Regions from separate parts of the Mus musculus genome. Here regions 2 and 3 are each linked to region 1. The links are chromatin contacts, called in public promoter capture Hi-C maps. All regions are on one chromosome and are shown on one strand. Each heading gives the region's core, a stretch centred on a gene start, on an enhancer-like site or on the middle of the called end of the contact. The rest is flanking DNA. Distances are from core to core; before and after follow the strand shown.

Region 1 (3,443 bases), core at 846-3,345:
GCTCTCAGTTTTTCGGGTCTCTGGTGGGCTATGGCACAAGCCCCTCTAGGTGTGGTTGGGGGAAGCAAATGTTCAGCCTTAGTTTCTTCACCTGTCAAATGGAACTACTGGAGATTATTAGATGGGGGCCGTGAGTGCTGAGAGCCTGGCGTGTGGGGGCAGACTCTCACAGGGCGGGGCTGCTGTCCTTCTGTGTGAGTGTGTGTTGCTGGGCTCCGGAAGCTCGGGAGAGCTGCGTGAGTGCTTTTAAGCCATCCAGCCAGGGCTGGTCTCTGCTCTTACCACTTAGCAGGGAGTGGCTGGCTCTCCGATGGTACCAGCAAACAAAAGGCTAATGCCTGCCATTTATCAAGCAGTACAGAAACAATGGTACCCACCACTGTCCTAGGCCATATTCTGAAGTGCCTATCTCAGTCCCCACAACCTCCCAGAGTCCTGTGCCCTGCCCACTGTATAGATGACAAGATAGACATGGAGAGATAAACAAATCGGCAATGGAAAGGTAAGCAAATGACAAAGGCAAGTGGTGAGTGCCAGTGTCCTGACATTGATGGAGGGGCACCTACAGATGGAGCCCTTCCTCTCAGAAGGACTGACTGCACCAGGGGAGCAAATATCTGTCTGTCTGTCTGTCTATCACCTATCCATTCATAAATCCTTTATAGATCTAGCTATCCTCTATGTAGTTTGTATGTATGCATGCGCATATGTATATATGTATGCCTGTATGTATGTAGCTATGTATGTGTATATATATGTATTATGCATGCACTCATCCATCTATCTCTATCTATCTATCTATCTATCTATCTATCTATCTATCTATCTATCTATCATCTATCCATCTATCCATAAATCTATTATCCATCTTGGTATCATTTCTCCATCAACCTATCACTTATATAGCTTGTATGCATGCAGGTATGCATGCAGGTATGTATGTATGTATGTATGTATGTATGTATGTATCTATCTATCTATCTATCTATCTATCTATCTATCTATCATCTATTTCTTGTTTACCTATCACCTGTGTATCTATTTATATATCATCTGCTAGTGTTGGATATTAGCTTCTTGGAGGCCAAGTCGACCATCTGGAACCCAAAGAAGACTGTGGTCTTACAGAATCCACACCATAGTTACCAAGGGGATGGTTACAGTGAGTGCAGGACAGGCTGGGGGTGGGTGGGTGGGTATGGCCATAGCATTTGAGCCCTGGATCTCAAAGGATAGCCATTATTTGTCTTCAACTCTCACTGGATGTTTGACCTTGGGCCTCAGCTTCTCCATACCTCAGATAGCTCATGTCAAGAGAGGAACTAAAGCAAAAGGGAGACAACAGCTAGAAAATGCTTTGTAAGCCCTAAGATCAAGCTGAGCTTCTTCCTGAAAGAGTCATAAGCATATGGTGACAGCCGCAAGAGGGAGTGTTGGGCATCAGGATAGGACATTAGTCAGGGATGGTGGAGGATTTCAGACTGAGGTGTGAGTGGCTAACTGTGGTGGCCTCGGGACCAGGATAAATAAAACAAGTCAGGACAGGCTGTCAGGGACAGCAGTGCTATTGAGGCTGATCCTGCTGGGGACCCAAGATTCACAGGACTGTGGTAAGAAGGGAGCCAGGCCGGGCTCCTTAGGAACACGGCGGGGAGACATGACTGCCCCATGAGAATGTAAGCTGTCACGGTGCTATCCACAGGGCCTTGCAGGAAGCTCTGGAGGCTAAGGGACTTGGAAGTCCCCATCCCGACCCAGGACCCCTATCTATACTTCCCATGTGCCCTTCACCGAGAGTGCATCTTGAAATTCTCACTTCCTCATCTCACTCCCAGCTGCGGCTTCCCCGGCTGATGGAAGAATACTGTTGCTGCCCATCCCAGCCCTGCTCTCTGGAAATTTCCTCTGGGAGGGGCTGGAGACCTCAGGCAGCTCCTCCCTGCCTCTGGCTCCCCCCATACCTCCCCTTGCCTGGGTCAGCAAGAGCCCCTCTGGGGACACTCAGCCTTTCTTGTGACTGGGGTAAATATTACCTGACACTGTTAATATTTAATGCCCCCCCACCTCTGCCCTGGCCACGGCAGACACTGTCCCCATAGTAGAGGCCACAGGAAGACCGTCGTGGAGAAGCCCCGATGGCTGGGGAAATATCAGATCTGTCAGCGAACAGTGGTGAGACTGGCAGGACTCTGCCTGGGACTGGCTCTGGTGGGCAGCTAGACCCCTTCCCTCTCCTGTTCCTTGGAGTTCCCCAGCCAGTGGCTCTCTTAGAAAATTAGCATTCAGAAGGGATCCTCAACCCCACCCCCACAGAAAAAGAGCAGAATAGCAGAAGTTGGAGCATCAGAAGTGTGTGTGTTTATGTGTGTTGTGTGTTTGTGTGTGTGTGTGTGTGTGTGTGTGTGTGTACGTGTGTGTGTACATGTGACTTTGTTCTGGGTGACAGGGTGTTGTTCTGTAGCCCAGGTTGGCCTGGAACTCATATAGCCCAGAATAACCTAAAATTCACTGCATTCTTCCTGCCTCAGCCTTCCACGCCCTGCCCAGTGTGACTTTCTCATCTTGGATGGAGAACTAAGATTTCAAAGTGGTCAGGGGCTGCCGGGGTTGGAGATGGGAGGAGCAGCCCTTTAGCTTAGCCTTCCCCAGAAGGCTTAGGGTCACAAGAAAAGCCCAGCGTTTTGAAATCCACAGACTCAGGCCTGGAGCCCAAGAGGACCCCTGCCGGTCCATAGATGTTGAGTTTTCTGACCTAGAACACTGGTGGAAGAGGGACTCATTAAATGCTTCCTGAAAGGGAAATGGGGGTGGGGTGGGGTTTGGGGTCCTGTCTTGGATCTGGCTGAGGCTGATGCTAGCTCCCCATTTGACCTTGAACATGACGGAAGTGTGGGAAGACTTTCTGCATGGATGCAGAGCCTGGGTCACTGTGGCTTCTCCTTAGATTTTGACCTTTCTGAACAACCCATACCTGAGGTTCACCAGCACTGACCCCCTCTGGCTACTGGAGGGATCTGGACTCACCAGACCCTGCGGCTGGCTGATCACTACAGGGGCACAGTTCAAAGTTGCCTGGGAATTGTTAACTTTTTCATCCCTTTAGAAAAGGCCCCGGACAAGAGGGGCTCCAGCAGGGCAGCAGAGAGTACAGCTGGCATGGAGTGGGGAATGGGGGTGGTGTGTGTGTGTGATTGTAGCTTTGCTGGCCATTGTACTACCAGCTATCCAAGGGTAAGTGCTCTGAGCTCAGGCTGGCAGAGAGCAGAATATCGGCTTCCTTCAGGGTGAAGGAGCCACAGGAGGCAGGGCCAGGGGCAGGCAGCTTGGTCTGAAAAAGTCTTCTTCCTCTATGTCACTTGAAAGGGAGCCTAGCACGTAGACTCATAGTGACGCTTTGCCTGGGTTCAAATCCCAGCTCTGCCCCTTACTCGCTGTGTGGTTGT
Region 2 (3,275 bases), core at 66-2,565, 290 kb before region 1:
ACTTCTCTCCTAACTTCTACTTGTGACAACCTGTATTCTCCCCTCCTTCGAAATAACAAGTTTCAAACATACACCAAAGCCAAGGGAAGTGTGCCCCAGGCACCACCAATCATCTGGGACCATCAGCTACATTACCCACGGGTGTTAAAAACACAGACACTATCTTTATGATACCCGGCAGCATTAGACGTTATTTGTTGACATAATCAACGTCCAGTTTACATTCGCTCCCTGCTCCCCTTGTCTCAAAACCTGTTCCTTTCCTTGTTGATTTGTTTGAATCCGGGTCCCTCAGAGGTCCATGCTCTATTCTCTTGTAAAAGTCTCTTAGGCATTTGTGCATCAGCCTTCTCTGACAAGTTCTGTATTCTGCGGAAATGCTAGAGCAATGAGGAAGTCATTACTTTCCAAGAGCCTCCTGCCCACTTCGCTGAACCCAAACAACAAAAGGCAACTCTTTCCTGGGTGTTTACATCTATGTACGTACGTATGTACGTACGTACGTATGTATGATCTATCTATTCTCTTGCCCCTCCCCGTGTGTGTGTGTGTGTGTGTGTGTGTGTGTGTTGGGGAGAGACAGAGAGAGACAGACAGACAAACAGAGAGACAGAGAGAGAGCATGTAGCATGAGTATACAGGTGCCACTAATGTGTTGAGGTTAGACCATAACTTGCAGGGATCAGTTCTCTCCTTCTGCTGGGTGACCAGGTGTGTTCCCGGGGATCAAACTCAGGTCATCATGCTTGGCAGTGGCCACAAGCACTTTCCCCAGGGAATCAACTCACAGGCCTTTGGGGCGTATTCATATGATAAAAAGGACTTCCTTACAGCCCTTTGATAAAAACAGATGGCTCTAACAGTCTTTCTCTTTTTCCTTTTTTCTTTCTCTCCCTCCTTCCCTCCCTCTCTCCTTCTCTCCCCTCCTTCCTCCCCTCTCTTGCAAGGGTCTTGCTTTGGAGCCTAGGCTAGCTTTGGACTGCTATGAGTTCAAGGCAGTCCTGTCTCTGTTTCCCTAGTGCTAGGATTGCAGGCACGTGCCACCTCACCTAGAATTCTCTAACAATTTTCAAAGTCTAAAAATCATTTCAAATGCAGTAGGAAGGCAAAATTTGATTGAGCTCTGAGTTTAGAGGCTAAATTTTCTGGCAACTTAATTTCTTCCAGGAATATCTTTTTTATGCCCTCCCACCTGCTTTCTGAAATCCACCAACCACAATATTTACTCCATCCCCTTTTTTTTCTTCCTTTCCCTTATACACCACCCCCCTCTCTTTTTAGCAGCCACATACAAGTCGGCCATATTAGAGAGATGGAAATAAAGCTTCCTCAATGTTGCATATGTCTTTGAAGTACATCCGTGCATTTTCTTTTTTAGCATTTAACCATTCCTACCTTGTGGTCCTTGGTCCCTCAATCACCCTTTCCCACAGCCCACCCGCCTAACGTCACAGTCTCTGAAAATGCACAGGGATGCCTGGCTACCTCGCCCTGCCTTCAGTCTCACGGGGCTCAGTCTGTTTTTCTCTTTGGGTAAGTTAGAACCACATCTGCATGCTCCTAAGGGTCAGAAGTGCAGCTGCAGCGGAAAGAGGAGGGGGCGGGGGAGGGGGCAAGAGGGAAGGAGTGTGAGCCGCTTCCCTCTGTGTCCTTGGGAAGGGGCGTGCTGGGGATCTGGGACAGCTGGGACTGCCGGATGCTGGGCTTCTCCTTCCCAGAAATGTTGACTAGAGGGTGAGTGTTGCTCGGGGATGAAAATGGTCAAATTTATCAAGAGGTGGTTCATCCTGTAGATTTCCCTGAAGTGGACCCATGTGGGGGTGGGGCAGAGCTAGGCTGCTCTGCGGTCTCTTCAGGGATTTTTCTCTTCACCACCACCACCACCACCACCACCACCACCACCACCACCACCACCACCATCATCATCATGTTTTCATTTTCAGTTACTTCCCAAGAGATCTCATAGGAGTTGCTGGCTTCTTTAAAAGTCTCATTTGTGAGCCCGTTCCCTGGGATCTGGTGGATTTAAAGGAGATCGCGTTCTCGAGAGTTGGGGGCAGAGAGTTGAGCCTATCCCACCAATTTGTTGGGATGCGTGTGGGAGGAGGTGGGTATCAGGCTTAAGGACCAGCTCCGGGTTGGCAGGAGAGGCACCAGAGTAGCTGCTACCGAGGCAGGCACCCCTGGTGTGAACCAGATGGAATGGATGAGGTCAGGTGCCCAGGATCCTGGGAAAAGGAGCAAACTGTAAGTGGAACCTAGGGAGAGTTCCTTTAAAACCAGTCTCCGTGGTCCAGCCCAACCTTGCAGACCACCCTGTCGTAAGGTCCCAAAGCCAATTTCATAGCTGAACACCTAGAGACCTCGTACTAGGCAGGTATGTTAGGAGGCTATTTGTAGGCCTGCTTCCCGACTCTACCCCACCCCACAACCCATAAGGTCTCACTTTGTAGTCTTGGCTGATCTCGAACTTTCAGTGATTCTCCTGTCTCTTTCTCTTCCTGGGTGATGGGATTACAGACAAGTGCCACCATGCTGGGCTCTAAACCTGCCTTGTGGACAGTTTTACTCTCACTCTTAAAATTCTCTCTGTAGTGCCTGAGGGTCAAGTTTAAGGATCTTAGGTGAGATTAGGTCCCACTATAAGCTCTCTCAATCTGTCTGTCTCTCTGTTGTCTCTCTTTCTGTCTCTATGCTGGTCTCTGTCTCTCTGTCCCACCTTCTGTGTCCTTTCTCACTGTGCTGGGTGGTATATCCCCCCTCCCTCTCATGCTGGGTATAGGGCCCACAGGGATAACAGAGACATGAAGCAATCCTGGTAACCTGCAAGATAAAGATCTAACATCTTTCGTCTTTCGGAACTGGACCCAAGTTTAAAACTAGCTTTGTGTTTTACTCTATAACCATGGGCGAGACCCTACCTACCCCGAGCGCCACTTCAGCATCACTGCTCCCATGGGAGACTGGAGACTGTCTCTTGCTTGGTGAGCTTGTGACCTAACACACAGCAGGGGCCAACATGCTTCCCGTGAACCCTGGCATGGCATATTTTGCTAAGCCCTCACGCACAGCAGTTACTTGTAGTAGATACTGTGAATCTATTCATGTTCTAGGGTGGAAACAAAGGCACGGTGAGGTTCAGTAACTCCTCCAATCAGGTCATGTGACTAGCATGAGAGAGCTGAGATTTGAACTCAGAACTGAGATTTGTATCTGGCTTAGCACATTCTTTTAATATTGGGTTCTACTGCCCCCAATGTTCAGGAAGTGGTACT
Region 3 (3,407 bases), core at 390-2,889, 360 kb after region 1:
TTGGTTGTACCACATGAGCGGTTCTCAAGGCACACAGAGTGGAAGAAGTAACAAAACGGACTTTATCTGTGTGTGGTCAGCCGATGACTAAAAAATATCTAAAGGGTAAAAAGCCAACTGGCTGCTCGAGGTTTATTCCACAGCAAAGAAACGAACAATAAATCGGTGAGACCCTGTGGGCTGCGGGGGTAGAGGCAGCCCGCAGCTTCTCAAGACAAGAAAAATGAGGGCATTTTGTTTAAACAAGGAGACAGATGCTGAGAGCATCACCTGCAGCTCCTGCAGAGCCCGCTGAGGGGAAGTTGGGCCGAGGAGGCTTGAGCCAGAAGCACTAGCCAGAAGCACCTGACCCAAGATGGTCCCTGCTGGTGCCAGGCTGGAATCAGTTCCATCCACTGAGCTCTGGACAGAGTTGCTAGTTGGACTGGGCTAGGGGCGGCCCAGATAGAAGGACAGATGGAAATAGGGCTCATAGACACACTCGAGTTAAAGAAGAGAAATATCAAGATGGGGCAGAAGGCATTCCCCTCTTTCCCTATGGCTTTTTTGGCTTCCTGGAAAGATAGGTGCTTGAAACCTGAGGGCAAGGAAGAGCTCCACAGAGCACCCTAAGGGGGGAGAGGGCTGCTCCTGAGAATCGTGAGGAAATCACGGTGCCAGCCGAGGGGAAGGAGACAGAACATCCCTCGGGGCCCCTCTAGCAACATCCAGCCGGGCTCAGGCAGCTGAGCCCAAACTTGTGACAGTCAGAAGACATTTACAAAGAAAAAAAAAGGCAAAAAGAGAGGGACGGGTATGATCCTGTCGGGGCTGAGGTATCCGAAAGGGGCACAGACCCAGCACAGCCAAAGTGCCAGGGCATGCCATGCTAGGAGGCCATGTGAATAAAGGACCACATCCTCAGCAGGGGGCCAACCTCCAAGGAGGATCCCTAAGCCTCCCATAGCAGTCGCTTTAACTAAGGTGTCCACACCCCTGAAGTCTTCAGCAGCCCACATCTCAGTGCCACTTTGGTGCAGAAGCTCGCATATGTCCACATGTTTCTGCTCAGGACAGTCCATGGTTGAAGCGTGCGTGGCCGTCTACAGCCGTACTCTCCACCTATCTAACCCGGTGGTTCCTCTAAGTCCTCGGTGGGGTTCACAACGGAGGACATGCTTGATGAGAGAAATAAAATGTTGGCGGCTCCTCAGGCACTTGTAATAGAGGAGGAGGCCGCCCTGCCCCGCCCCACACGGGGTTCAGTAATGAAACACATTCAGTCTGTTGTTCTCGTCCAGGCCCAGCTGCAGGAGGTTCGATAAGTTCGATGTGGTTGTTGCTTTGGGCGCCGAGGAGAAAAGCTGTCTGGTCACAAAGTGAAGGAAAACTGGACGGCTGAGAGAAAGGGTCTACGGTCCAAAGGGGTATTCTCCGACACCACCGAGGCCGGTGGTGGAGAGCAGGCCAGTCAAGTTGCTATCACCGGGAGGGACTAAAGCTTGGGGACCAGCTAAAAGGATACACCTTGGGGTCGTTCCGGAAATGTTCCAGCCACTTCCGGTTGGAATCGATCAAGCTCTGAATGCTGACACCATCCGTCCTGGGGACTCGAGGGTGGGAGCGCTGCAGGAAGTGGAGCTGCTCACTGGAAAAGGGAGGAGAGCAGGCAGGAAGCTGGCGGCACGCCCGAACGGAGCCCCGCCTCTCTGCGACCCTCTCTCACCTCTGTAAGGCCTCCAGCAATCAAAGGGCCTTCTCTGGTAATGCGGAGGGGCATCAGTTCCCCAAAAGGAAGGTCTTGGCTGCCCTCCACCCCCTTCCTGAGCATCTCATGCAAAGTTTACTCTGGACCTTCGCATCTGTCCATCCTCGGCCGTTCTCATCAGCAAAGAGCTCCCTCTGTCCACCCAGATACTTACACAGCAGCAGCTCTCGGGCTGGCCCAGAGAGCAGAGATAAATTTGTGGGGGTTTACAGTTAGGGCTGAGGTGGCGAGAACAAGATATTTGCCAGAGAGTGAGATGAACAGGAAATGGATAACAGGACCAAATAATCGCTTGCCATAGGAATCAAAGAGTTCAGTGGCAAAGCCGGGTCAGACTCCAGGGCTGGTGGGGCCACGGGATGAGCTGGGCTTCACCTCAGTCTCTCCCCCGATGGGCAACACCTGCAGAGCCCACACACCCTGCCTCACATCCACTGAACCTTGGCAGCGGCGATCTGACTGTTTACTTGCCGTGGTGGAGTTTCTCAGAAAAGGCAAGATGTAGGTGTCTCTGGGCTGGGGACCTGTCTGGGCTCCAGGCCAACAGGATCATGAGGTTTGTTCCCATCTGTCCATGGTGCCATTGGCCCAGGGGGGTACAGTAAAGATCTAAACTGTGAGGCCACACCCAGCGCAGAGACTTACCTTACAGACACATAACCCAGCTTGTTCTCCGGTGGGGGAGGAGAGCCACTGAGCAACGGGATGCCAGCTGGAACAGCAAGAAGATGGGGTCTAAGGGCAGCCCCAGCCCCAGCAGGCCACCTCCACATTCACTACCAGTGCCCCTGCATTCCCAGAAAAGGATGTCCCCAGAACAAACAATGGCAGGGAATGTTGCCATGCTGGAGGTGAGAGACAGGTGACAGACAAGAACTGTCCTGTTTACTTTGATTCTAAAAATTTCGTTTTCAATTTGGGCTGAGCCGAAAGACTTTTTTGTTTTTTACATTTTTTTTCCCTCAAATGGTTGCCTTTCTGACTTATGTTACTCGACAAGGCAAAACTAGGTCCCAGAGCAGAAGCCAGGGCCACGGGGTCATAAGCACAGGGTCAAAACTTGGTATATGACTCACTCATTCGAAGGGTACTCTGGAGTTTACTACTAACCCTCAGAGTCTCAGCTTACTCAGCTATAAAATGGGAACTGTACTGACTGGTTTTGTGTGTCAATTTGACACAAGCTGGAGTTATCACAGAAAAAGGAGCCTGAGCCTCACTTGAGGAAATGCCTCCATGAGATCCAGCTGTAAGGCATTTTCTCAACTAGTGATCAATGAGGGGAGGGCCCCTTGTGGGCAGTGCCATCCCTGGGCTGGTAGTCTTGGGTTCTATAAGACAGCAAGCTGAGCAAGAGAGGGGAAGCAAGCCAGTAAGTAGCACCCCTCCATGGCCTCTGCATCAGCTCCTGCCTCCTGACCTGCTTGAATTCCAGTCTTGCCTTCCTCCTTTGGTGATGAACAGCAGTGTGGAAAGTGTAAGCTGAATAAACCCTTTCCTCCCCAACTTGCTTCTTGATCATGTTTTGTGAAGGAATAGAAACCCTGACTAAGACACTGGGATAAATAACTACTACCTGAGAACTATAACATAGACTAAATGAAGGTGTGTGTGTGTGTGTGTGTGTGTGTGTGTGTGTGTGTAAATGCCATAGTGTACT

What was found. Promoter capture Hi-C pulls out the DNA fragments that hold promoters and counts their contacts. Capture Hi-C pulls out chosen DNA fragments and counts their contacts.
Region 2: a promoter capture Hi-C map of adipose tissue shows a contact between it and region 1, with 5 times the contacts expected there. The contact joins the promoter of Scn2b here to the promoter of Fxyd2 in region 1. A contact is called at or near these places in 15 of 39 promoter capture datasets (the 3T3-L1 cell line, 3T3-L1-derived adipocytes, the C10 cell line and 9 more), 2 of 15 datasets of contacts at CTCF or cohesin (large pre-B cells and pro-B cells), 23 of 484 Hi-C or Micro-C datasets (the AML12 cell line, B cells, CD4 T cells and 19 more), 9 of 115 datasets of contacts at active chromatin or transcription factors (T-cell acute lymphoblastic leukemia, bone marrow-derived dendritic cells, bone marrow-derived macrophages and 5 more) and 3 of 9 other capture datasets (adipose tissue, liver and macrophages).
Region 3: a contact with region 1 is called in a promoter capture Hi-C map of embryonic stem cells, with 4 times the contacts expected there. The contact joins the enhancer-like site here to the promoter of Fxyd2 in region 1. A contact is called at or near these places in 14 of 39 promoter capture datasets (the 3T3-L1 cell line, the C10 cell line, cranial neural crest and 8 more), 8 of 15 datasets of contacts at CTCF or cohesin (the NIH/3T3 cell line, embryonic stem cells, hippocampal excitatory neurons and 3 more), 184 of 484 Hi-C or Micro-C datasets (the AML12 cell line, B cells, the Ba/F3 cell line and 95 more), 33 of 115 datasets of contacts at active chromatin or transcription factors (PVALB interneurons, astrocytes, bone marrow-derived dendritic cells and 19 more) and 7 of 9 other capture datasets (adipose tissue, embryonic stem cells, embryonic tail and 4 more).

The regions. Positions count from the first base shown.
Region 1 is chr9:45,403,995-45,407,437 of GRCm38.p6, forward strand. It overlaps Fxyd2 (FXYD domain-containing ion transport regulator 2), which reads left to right and starts at 2,096. Exons shown (of 6, transcript NM_007503.4): 1 at 2,096-2,172. The coding sequence starts at 2,136.
Region 2 is chr9:45,116,561-45,119,835 of GRCm38.p6, forward strand. Scn2b (sodium channel, voltage-gated, type II, beta) reads left to right here and starts at 1,316. Exons shown (of 4, transcript NM_001014761.2): 1 at 1,316-1,533. The coding sequence starts at 1,464. All of the region lies in intron 1 of Gm10684 (predicted gene 10684), which reads right to left.
Region 3 is chr9:45,767,017-45,770,423 of GRCm38.p6, forward strand. Cep164 (centrosomal protein 164) reads right to left here. Exons shown (of 30, transcript NM_001081373.3): 28 at 2,393-2,459; 29 at 1,505-1,627; 30 at 1-1,347. The coding sequence ends at 1,242. Among named protein-coding and RNA genes, the nearest start is that of Cep164, 60 kb to the right of the region's middle. Within about 2 kb of position 1,640, at least 19 of the 459 cell types and tissues checked have an H3K27ac peak or open chromatin away from gene starts, as enhancers often do. A contact at or near this core is called in differentiating embryonic stem cells, embryonic stem cells, spermatogonia and 1 more, where this site is marked.